3 separate regions of the Rattus norvegicus genome follow, and all the other regions are linked to region 2. Evidence: chromatin contacts called from public Hi-C data. All regions are on one chromosome and are shown on one strand. The core of a region is the stretch at or near the end of the contact, and the rest is flanking DNA. Distances in the headings are between cores, read along the strand shown.

Evidence for each region. A called contact is a pair of places that touch in the nucleus more often than the background predicts.
Region 1: a contact with region 2 is called in a Hi-C map of Schwann cells, with 7 times the contacts expected there. The contact joins the promoter of Emilin1 here to the promoter of Dpysl5 in region 2. A contact is called at or near these places in 6 of 12 Hi-C or Micro-C datasets (the A7r5 cell line, Schwann cells, frontal cortex and 3 more).
Region 3: a Hi-C map of prefrontal cortex shows a contact between it and region 2, with 2.3 times the contacts expected there. The contact joins the promoter of Tmem214 here to the promoter of Dpysl5 in region 2. A contact is called at or near these places in 8 of 12 Hi-C or Micro-C datasets (the A7r5 cell line, the Rat2 cell line, frontal cortex and 5 more).

What each region holds. Positions count from the first base shown.
Region 1 is chr6:31,182,334-31,185,412 of GRCr8, reverse strand. It overlaps Emilin1 (elastin microfibril interfacer 1), which reads left to right and starts at 1,756. Exons shown (of 8, transcript NM_001399395.1): 1 at 1,756-2,382. The coding sequence starts at 2,213.
Region 2 is chr6:31,377,739-31,380,611 of GRCr8, reverse strand. It overlaps Dpysl5 (dihydropyrimidinase-like 5), which reads left to right and starts at 1,264. Exons shown (of 13, transcript NM_023023.1): 1 at 1,264-1,382.
Region 3 is chr6:31,228,830-31,231,818 of GRCr8, reverse strand. Tmem214 (transmembrane protein 214) reads left to right here and starts at 1,438. Exons shown (of 17, transcript NM_001014195.2): 1 at 1,438-1,633; 2 at 2,392-2,591. The coding sequence starts at 1,489.

The DNA.
Region 1 (3,079 bases), core at 507-3,006, 200 kb after region 2:
ATTGTCTGTACAGTCACACACACACACACACACTGTCTGTACAGTCACACACACATACTATTATCTGTACAGTCACACACACACACACACACACGTCTGTACAGTCACACACACACGTCTGTACAGTCACACACACACGTCTGTACAGTCACACACACACACGTCTGTACAGTCACACAATCATCTGTACAGACACACACACACACACAGTCTGTACAGTCACACACAGTCATCTGTACAGATACACACACTATCAACGTACAGTTACACACACACACACTATCATCATACAGTCACACACACACACGTCTGTACAGTCACACAATCATCTGTACAGACACACACACACACAGTCTGTACAGTCACACACAGTCATCTGTATAGATACACACACTATCGACGTACAGTTACACACACACACACACTATCATCATACCATCACACACACGTCTGTACAGTCACAATCATCTGTACAGACACACACACACACACAGTCTATACAGTCACACATAGTCATCTGTACAGATACACACACTATCATCGTACAGTTACACACACACACACTATCATCATACAGTCACACACACACGTCTGTACAGTCACACAATCATCTGTACAGACAGACAGACACACACACAGTCTGTACAGTCACACACAGTCATCTGTACAGATACACACACTGTCATCGTACAGTTACACACACACACACTATCATCATACAGTCACACACACGTCTGTACAGTCACACACACACACACAGTCTGTACAGTCACACACAGTCATCTGTACAGATACACACACTATCATCGTACAGTTACACACACACACACACTATCATCATACAGTCACACACACGACTGTACAGTCACACAATCATCTGTACAGACACACACACACACAGTCTGTACAGTCACACACAGTCATCTGTACAGATACACACACTATCAACGTACAGTTACACACACACACACTATCATCATACAGTCACACACACACGTCTGTACAGTCACACACACACAGTCTGTACAGTCACACACAGTCATCTGTACAGATACACACACTATCATCGTACAGTTACACACACACACACACTATCATCATACAGTCACAGACACACGTCTGTACAGTCACACACACACAGTCTGTACAGCCACACACAGTCATCTGTACAGATACACACACTATCATCGTACAGTTACACACACACACACTATCATCATACAGTCACACACACACGTCTGTACAGTCACACACACACACAAGTCTGTACAGTCACACACACACACAATCATCACCATACAGTCACACATACACACGTCTGTACAGTCACACACATACACACATCTGTACAGTCACACACGCACACACACACACACACACACACACAGCTGTACAGTCCTGCCTTCCTCCTCCTCAGGGCTCCCTCTCTCTTCATCTTCTCCCAAGTAGTCCCGCTCTGACCAACCCAGGGGATCTGGATCTCTCTGGCTGGTTTCTGGTCCTAGCCACCAGCTCTGGGCCTCCTATCCAGATTTGGCCCAGGCTCCATGTGGCCTGTCTGAGAGGCTGGCCTCAAGCCCGGCAGCAACTCCACATTTCTCTGTTTTTCCTCCCCCCCCCCTCTTTCCCGGAGTTAACAAGAAGCAGATGTGGCTCACGATGGTTGGAGAGGTGGGGGAGGAAGGGGGAGGCTGGACCGCCAGCCAGACAGGGGGAAGGGAGGGGAGAGAAGGGAGGGAGGGAGAAGGCTGGCCCGCACCATAGTCACTCTTGTGCCTCTCAACAGCCACAGGGGCAAAGCTCTGTCATCTTTAGGATCCAGTCACCAGGGAACAAAACAGGGAGACCAGAAGAGGGCCAGCTGGAGCCAGGGGGTGGAGGCTCAGGAAGCAGTTTCTGAAAGGGGCAGGGACCAGGCACAGGAGGCCAGGGGCCCGGAGAACAGACTCCCCTCAGAAGTGCAGAAGAGGAGAGCGGAAGGAACTGAGGGAGGGACAGACAGGAGCCTGAGGAGGAAAGAGGAGGGGGAAAGAGGGGTCAGGCCCAGCAGCCAAGGAGGAGGCGTGCAGCTGGGGGCTGCAGGCAGGAAGCTAGGGACAGAGCTGGCTCAGCGTGCTGTCCCCTGAAGCAGCGGCATCCCCTGGAAGCACGGGTACAGGCATCATTGGTCAGACCAAGATGTGTCTCTAAGGGTAGCAAGGAACACCTCACCATGGCCCCCAGAATCCTCTGGAGCTGCTATCTCTGCTGTCTGCTGACCATTGCCACAGAAGCTGCCAGCTACCCTCCTCGGGGCTACAGCCTGTACACAGGGGGCAGTGGGGCCCTCAGTCCTGGGGGACCCCAGGCCCAGAACTCACCCCGGCCTGCCAGCCGCCACAGGTAAGAGTCTGTGTCCCAGCCAGGGCTGGAAGCTATGGTTGGGAAAGTCTTTAGAAGGTGGGCAACGGGCTTAATGCAATGAGAAGGGCAGCATGGAGGCCCATCCATCAATGTGCCGCCCATATGAACCTCCCAGTGGAACTTTTTCCAGGCTTTGGTGGCCTAAGGGCCATCAGCTCTGACCTCTTCCCTCTTCCCTCTTCCCTCTTTCCTATGGAGGTCTGCAGTTCGGTGCCCAGGGAAACTACACCAAGGGCCATGGACCCTCCTTCCTGCCAGCTGCCAGCTGTGTGCCAGCCAGCTCTGGATCAGGCAGACCTTTTGTCCTTCTCTAGGGCTTCCCTGGCCCCGTCCGCTAGTGTATAATTCTGACACTCCTCCTGCTCTGTTCCCTCTGGCATCGCAGCAGCCCATAGCCTAGAAGCCAGTGTGAATGGGGCCAAGAGGGCAGCACCACAAGCCCCAAGGGGACAGAGCCCATCAGTAGCTCATTCTTTGCTTAAGCATAGGCCGGACATTTGCCTGCCCCGCTCTTCTCCTGGAGGGTTGGGTGGGAGCACCGTGTGCAGAAGATCATCTACAGGAACCCAGCTGGTCGGCTTACACAGCTGGGGTTTGAGATAGGCCCAAAAAAGTACACAAGAGACCGTGGATTCTAGGGTGCTCTGGGACCCCACAGTCAGGAGGACTGACGTCT
Region 2 (2,873 bases), core at 15-2,514:
CCCCGGAGCTGAGGGAAGCCCTGAAAAGAACTGGCTTCTTCAACAGCAGTTGGAGATCCCCAGGAATCCAGGGTAGTGGGGGAGGGGGCAGTATTGATGTTGCATTTCAACACGGGGTTTGCAACACCGTTGGGGTGACGTCAAGTGAGGAGAGGCAAATTCTGAAGCCGTACTTAAACTGTCACAATAATGATAGACTGACCTGTGTTAGTCTCAGGGAAAGGCTTGAGCCGTAGATTAGTTAAGGAAAAAGGACTGTCCTCCGGCTCCATTTACATGATTATTTGTGGTTAAGTCAAGTGTGTACTAAAAAAGGTGAAACTGGACCAGGCGCGGCGGTGTACATCTGAAATCCCACCACTCGGGAGACAGAGGCAGGGGGTTCACTGCAAGTTCTAGGCTAGCAGAGGCTACATAACAAGACAGTCAAAACAACAGCAACCAGGAAATAAAGATGGAGAGATGCTGATGTGAACTGAGTTTAACACACACACACACACACACACACACACACACACTTTCCAGAGGTTTCACTAGCTTTTAAAGGAGATGTCAAAAATAGGATAGGATCTGGGCTGGATATAGACGTCCAAGCGCTGCGCTGGACAAAACAGTGGTTCCCAAACCTCAAGGGAAGGCAGGTGCGGAACTGAGGCGCCCAGAGTGCCCGTCCCCTTGGTCTATGAGAACAGTTTTCCTGTACTGACCACCCTCGCCCTTTACAGTCTGCAATCCCGTCAGTCTCAGACTCGGTAGGTCGTTAACCCGATGGCGCAAGTGGGGACCCGCAGCCTCGGAGAGACCCCGCCACCGCATTGTTTCAGCCCCTGCGGGTGGGGTCTTGCAGAGGGAGGGGATGCGATGTGTCCTCCGGAGCCGCCTCATACCCTCCCAGGGGACTCGAGCCATACCGCCACAGAGCCGGGCCTTTGTGAAATGTCGCTAGTTACCATGGGACCAGAAAGGAACGCTGAGAATGGCGCTTAGAGAGCTGGGGGTTGTCGAGGTTCTGGGGCCATGCCCTCTGTCCCCTCTTGGACCCCGGGCCTGCAACAAGGACTGTCGGGATTTGTAGTCCCAAAGGCGGCGGCCGCGCGGAGGATGCGGGGCGCTGCTGGTCCCGCCTCCGCCTAACCTGCTAGCGCGAGGTGGCGAGCACTGGGGCGGAGCCCTCGGATCCGTGATTGGCCCAGGCGGCTCCCAGCCCCCACCCCGCGTCCCCACCCCCGCTCGCCACTCGGGACTCCAGCTCCGGGCGCGCAAGGCAGCCACCGAGAGAGCGCGCTAGCAGCGGCTCCCGCCCCGTGCACCCGCAGCTACCGCGCCGCGGCGAGACCCAGAGACCGACCGACGGACCCGCACAATCGCAGCATCCTGGAGGAGTGGGTGATGGCGAGGGGAGGGTGGTGGGCTTGATCTTCCCAGGCTGAAGCATCCACCCCTCTTTCAGTTTCTTCCTGAGGCGCACAAAAGGGAGGGAATTGGGATGCGCCTAGGCTCCCCCAGCTGCTGAAAGAGATGTTTAGGATTCGGGGAGATCCGGACTAAGGTGGGGCGCCAAGTCAGGGTCTTTGTACGCCCACGGGGCTGGGCTTGGCGCCTTGCGACGCCTAAGGCGTTTAGTGTGTGCTGGGGAGATTTCCAAATAACTAGAGTAAGGAGGCGACCAAGTTGAAGGGGTTCACGCCTAGCACCCAGTAGTCGCGCCGCCGTAGCTGATCGACGTGCAGTAAATGGCTAAAAGGTGGGAATGTGTGAGGGGCATTTTCTCTGGTGGCCGGACCTGCCCTCTTCTACGTCCCTGGATCGCCGCTGTCCCTGGTTCCCACCCACTGCCTAGATTTACTGTCCTTGCTTTCTTTCGCCTCGGGCTTGATATCTGCCTAACGTGGTCCAAAGCCCGACCATCTGTATCCTCTGTCCCTAAGCAGAGCGGAGGCCCTTGAGGCACCTGCTGAAACCACAAAGGCCTCTTGCATCTGCCCAGCCCCTAGCGGCGCGGCGCTAGGTCTCTCCGCTGGAGCCCTGTCGCCAAGTCTGCCACGCAGCTTCGATCTCGGCGAGTGAGGGACATCGACGCCCCGGGCCTGGGTAGCTGGCTGGGACAAACCGGGGTAGAGGCCTGGATTTGAGCCGAAACCGGGAGATGGGTGGGGACAGGTGATCGAATCTAGGGGAGGAGGTTTGAGAAGGATTGAGAATTGGGTGGGAGGCGGGTCTGAAGCTTCGCGCAGGTGGCGCCGAGGCGAGGCTGCTCTGAAGAATGAAGAGGGGAGGGGAGATGAAGGGAGGGTGGAGACCTCTGGGGTTTGAGGAGAGTAGACAGACATGGGGAGGGGTCCTCCTCATGAAGCGGGTAGGGCAGGAGGGGCGAATCTTCGCCTGAAAGACTCCAGCTCTAGGCCAGTCGCTGTTCGGCCTAAGACTCTGACTGGGCGTGGTCCTTGGATTGGGCCAGGGAGCTCGGGTGGCGGGTCCCCGACAGGGCTGGGCTGGCTCGTCTAGGAGCTTTGTTTCTAAGCTTAGAACAACCGAAGGGGACTCGTTTAGGATTTTATGATAATCCGCAGCGCCCCCCCGGCACGCCCTGTTCGCGCGGAGCTGAAAGGCTTTGCCCAGCGGCAGATGCTGCCCGGGAGGCGGATTGGGGGGGGGGGTGTCTCCTGCCCCTGAGACCCTGAGAACAATAGCCTGCATGGTACTGTCTGCCCGCCGTCGAAGCAACCCTCCCACCCCCGCCCCAGAATTCAAGTGTGAGGTGTACTGGTGCAAAAAACGCTCGCCGAGAAACCTCAGAGCACGTGCTGTTTTTGGGATTTGCCTTAGGGCACTTGGCACCCCTGGGAATTCCGAGTGGGAGTCCCATGTTTCCC
Region 3 (2,989 bases), core at 189-2,688, 150 kb after region 2:
TAGCTTCCTTGCTAGACATTCCATCTCAGAACTCCCCAAGACAGTCAGCTGTAGCTGGCACAAAGGGGATGGAGGACACCAGGAGACCAAAGGGTTGGCCATCCCTCCTGTTTTCTCCCTCTTGACCCATCCTTCACACAGGCCTGTGTGCTGTTTTTTTTTTGTTTTTTTTTGGTTTTTTTTGTTTTTTTTTTTTTTTTCGGAGCTGGGGACGGAACCCAGGGCCTTGCACTTGCTAGGCAAGCGCTCTACCACTGAACTAAATCCTCAACCCTGGTTTTTTTTTTTTTTTTTTTTAAGGGTATATCACCTTTCCCCTCGGTTTTCTAGGGTCTAGACAATACAAGTCTAGATTTAGCAGCCAAGATCCTTTTCCAATTGTATGAAGTCATGTCAAACTACTTCTAGTCTTCTCATATAGTCTACCACTCTAGACCTTTGCCTAAATTAATAAAGCCATGCAATGGAAGCAGTCTCTCCACAGGCCATGATCCCCAACCAATGAAAATTCTCCCTCCCTAGGAGTCATCTCAACTACCACCTGTTTCAGAATCCACTTCCCTTATCCTCCTAGGTCTTCAAGCATCCCTCAACTGAGTAACGTATCCTGTAAGAAAATGTACTACTCCTTGCCAGTGATGTCTTTAATCCCAGCACTCAGGAGGCAGAGACAGGCAGATCTTTAAGTTCAAGGCCAGCCTGGTGTACAGAGTACCAGGAAGCCAGTGCTACACAGAGAAACCCTGTCTATTAAAAAAAAAAAAAAAAAAAAAGCGGGTGGGGGCATGGGGTGTGCAGCAGTGTGGCAGCATGAGTTTCACTCAAGCACACAAAGCAACATATTTCCTTAACTGTGAAGTTTTCAGTGCTGTTTTACAATCCATCATGCTCCCTAGCAAGGGATGATTCAAGTTTTGTAGGCAGACTAGGGTCAGATCTTGCTGTCTGGGGCTCTCCACCACTTAGCTGAACATCTGGAGCCAAGCCTGTCCTTTCCTTGCTGCCTGGAAAGGGAACACGGCCCGGCTGTGCCAGATTTTCTCGGCTCCGCCGCTCTACTTTCCTCCCCGAAGTCCGCATCTTTCCACTCCTCAGCAACTAAATTTGTGGGCCGCCAAATAGGAAGTTTAATCGCTAACAGACAACCACTTTCTAAGAAAGAAGAACACATTTAATCCTCAGTCTCCCCCGAGGTGAGAACTAGTTTCATTCCATCCTTCAGGAGCATTGCAAAGATAAGAAAAAAAAAGGGAATAGTCTCATTTCCAAGCCAGCCAGGGCCGAGCCCGCATCGCAGGTGCAGGGTAATTTTTGCGCCGCAGGGGGAGGACCTGACCGCCGCCATCACTCCCCAGGCCCTCCGCGCGCCGCGCGACGAGAACAGACTACGAGTCCCAGGATGCCTTGCGGCGGCGGCGGCAGCAGCAGACGTGGCACCGCGCGGAGGTTGAGCCGAGCGGAAAGCCGGGAGGTGGCGGAGCCGAAGTCATGGCGGCCAGAGCAGCGGGTAGCGGGGGCTGGGAGGTGGTGAAGAGGAGCCGGCGACCTGGAGCAAGCAGCGGTGGGCGAGGTGGCGGCGGTGACCGCCGGGCACTCGGAGAGGCAAATGGAGTGTGGAAATATGACCTGAGCTGTAAGTATTCGCCGCCGCCCACCTGGGCCTGTGGGTCAGGGGCGCGGCTGAGCAGCTGCGGGAGCCGGGAGCAGATCCGCAGGGCCCGGCCACGCTGACTGATAGCACAAGGAGAGGTGGTCATTTCCACTGCATAGGTCGGGAAGCGGAGGCCCAGAGAAACCGTCTTTCGCGTCGGAGGAGGCTGGAATTCCGATCTCCATAGTTCAGGCCTTTGCACACAACCCTCTCAGCTGTCCCGGCCCTCGCTGGCCAGGTATCTGAGACGTGTGGCAGAGGCACCTGGGTTCCTACATGGAACCCCTTCTTAAGTAACCAACAGGTCTGAGGAGTGGATGAGAAGGCCAGCATTGGGAGGAATGGCCAGACATACACTCCAACCAGGAATTAATTTCTGTGTCACCTGTCTCCCCAGTCTCCAAGAGAGGGAGAGAAAGCTTGCCACTTGTTGAATATAGAGTTGTCATCTCAGAACCAAGAAGAATTGGGGGTGGAGACCGTGCTGGAAAAAGTGTGGTCTGGCTCCCATGTATTATGACTTGTCTAATAAAGAACTGGAAGGGCCAGGGACCTACCTGTGGTGTTTAAAATCAGACACCAGGAGGGTGCTTGGCTGTTCTTCTAAGCAGCTTCCAAAGACGAGAGGGACAGAATCTCCCTGTAAATGACTTAGGATCCCCTACAAAGAAGAGACCACTGTACGGTGAACCCTGGGGTCTTAAGGGTGACCTGCTGTTTTCTGCCTGTCTTCATTCCAGCGCCAATCCAGCCTACAAGCACTCTTTATGAGCGTGGCTTTGAGAAAATCATGAAGCGGCAGAATAAAGAGCAAGTTCCACCCCCTGCTGCAGAGTCTAAGAAACCAGTAAACAAGAAGCAACCCAAGAAGGTGACAGCTGTTGCTAGCCAAAACCAGAAGCAGGGCCCGTTCCGAAGCCTGGAGGATGCACTGAAAGCTGTAAGTGTGCCTAGGCTTGGGGTGCAGAGAAAGCAGGGACTTGGGACATTCAGGCAAGTCCCAGACAGTATGGAAATGTGGAAGGAAAGAATGTTTGCACTTAGAATAGAATTGCACTTAGAATAGAAAGAAAGTGGGTGTTTGTCAGAAACATAGGTGAGAAGGAAGATGGAACTCCCAAGAACAAGATAGAGGCATTAGAAAAGCTGGTTTGGGTTCTCTGTCCCACAGAAGCAGTGGTCTCGTCTCCTGTCTTGCCTTTGAACATGAACAGAACCTGAGATAGCATTCTCAGGTGTCCCTGCCTCACGCCCTCTTAGGATCTGGATCTGGCAAAATTGTGGGATTCAATAGAAAACCTCCTTCAGCCACTTTCCAGCCCCTGTCCCACTTCCCTT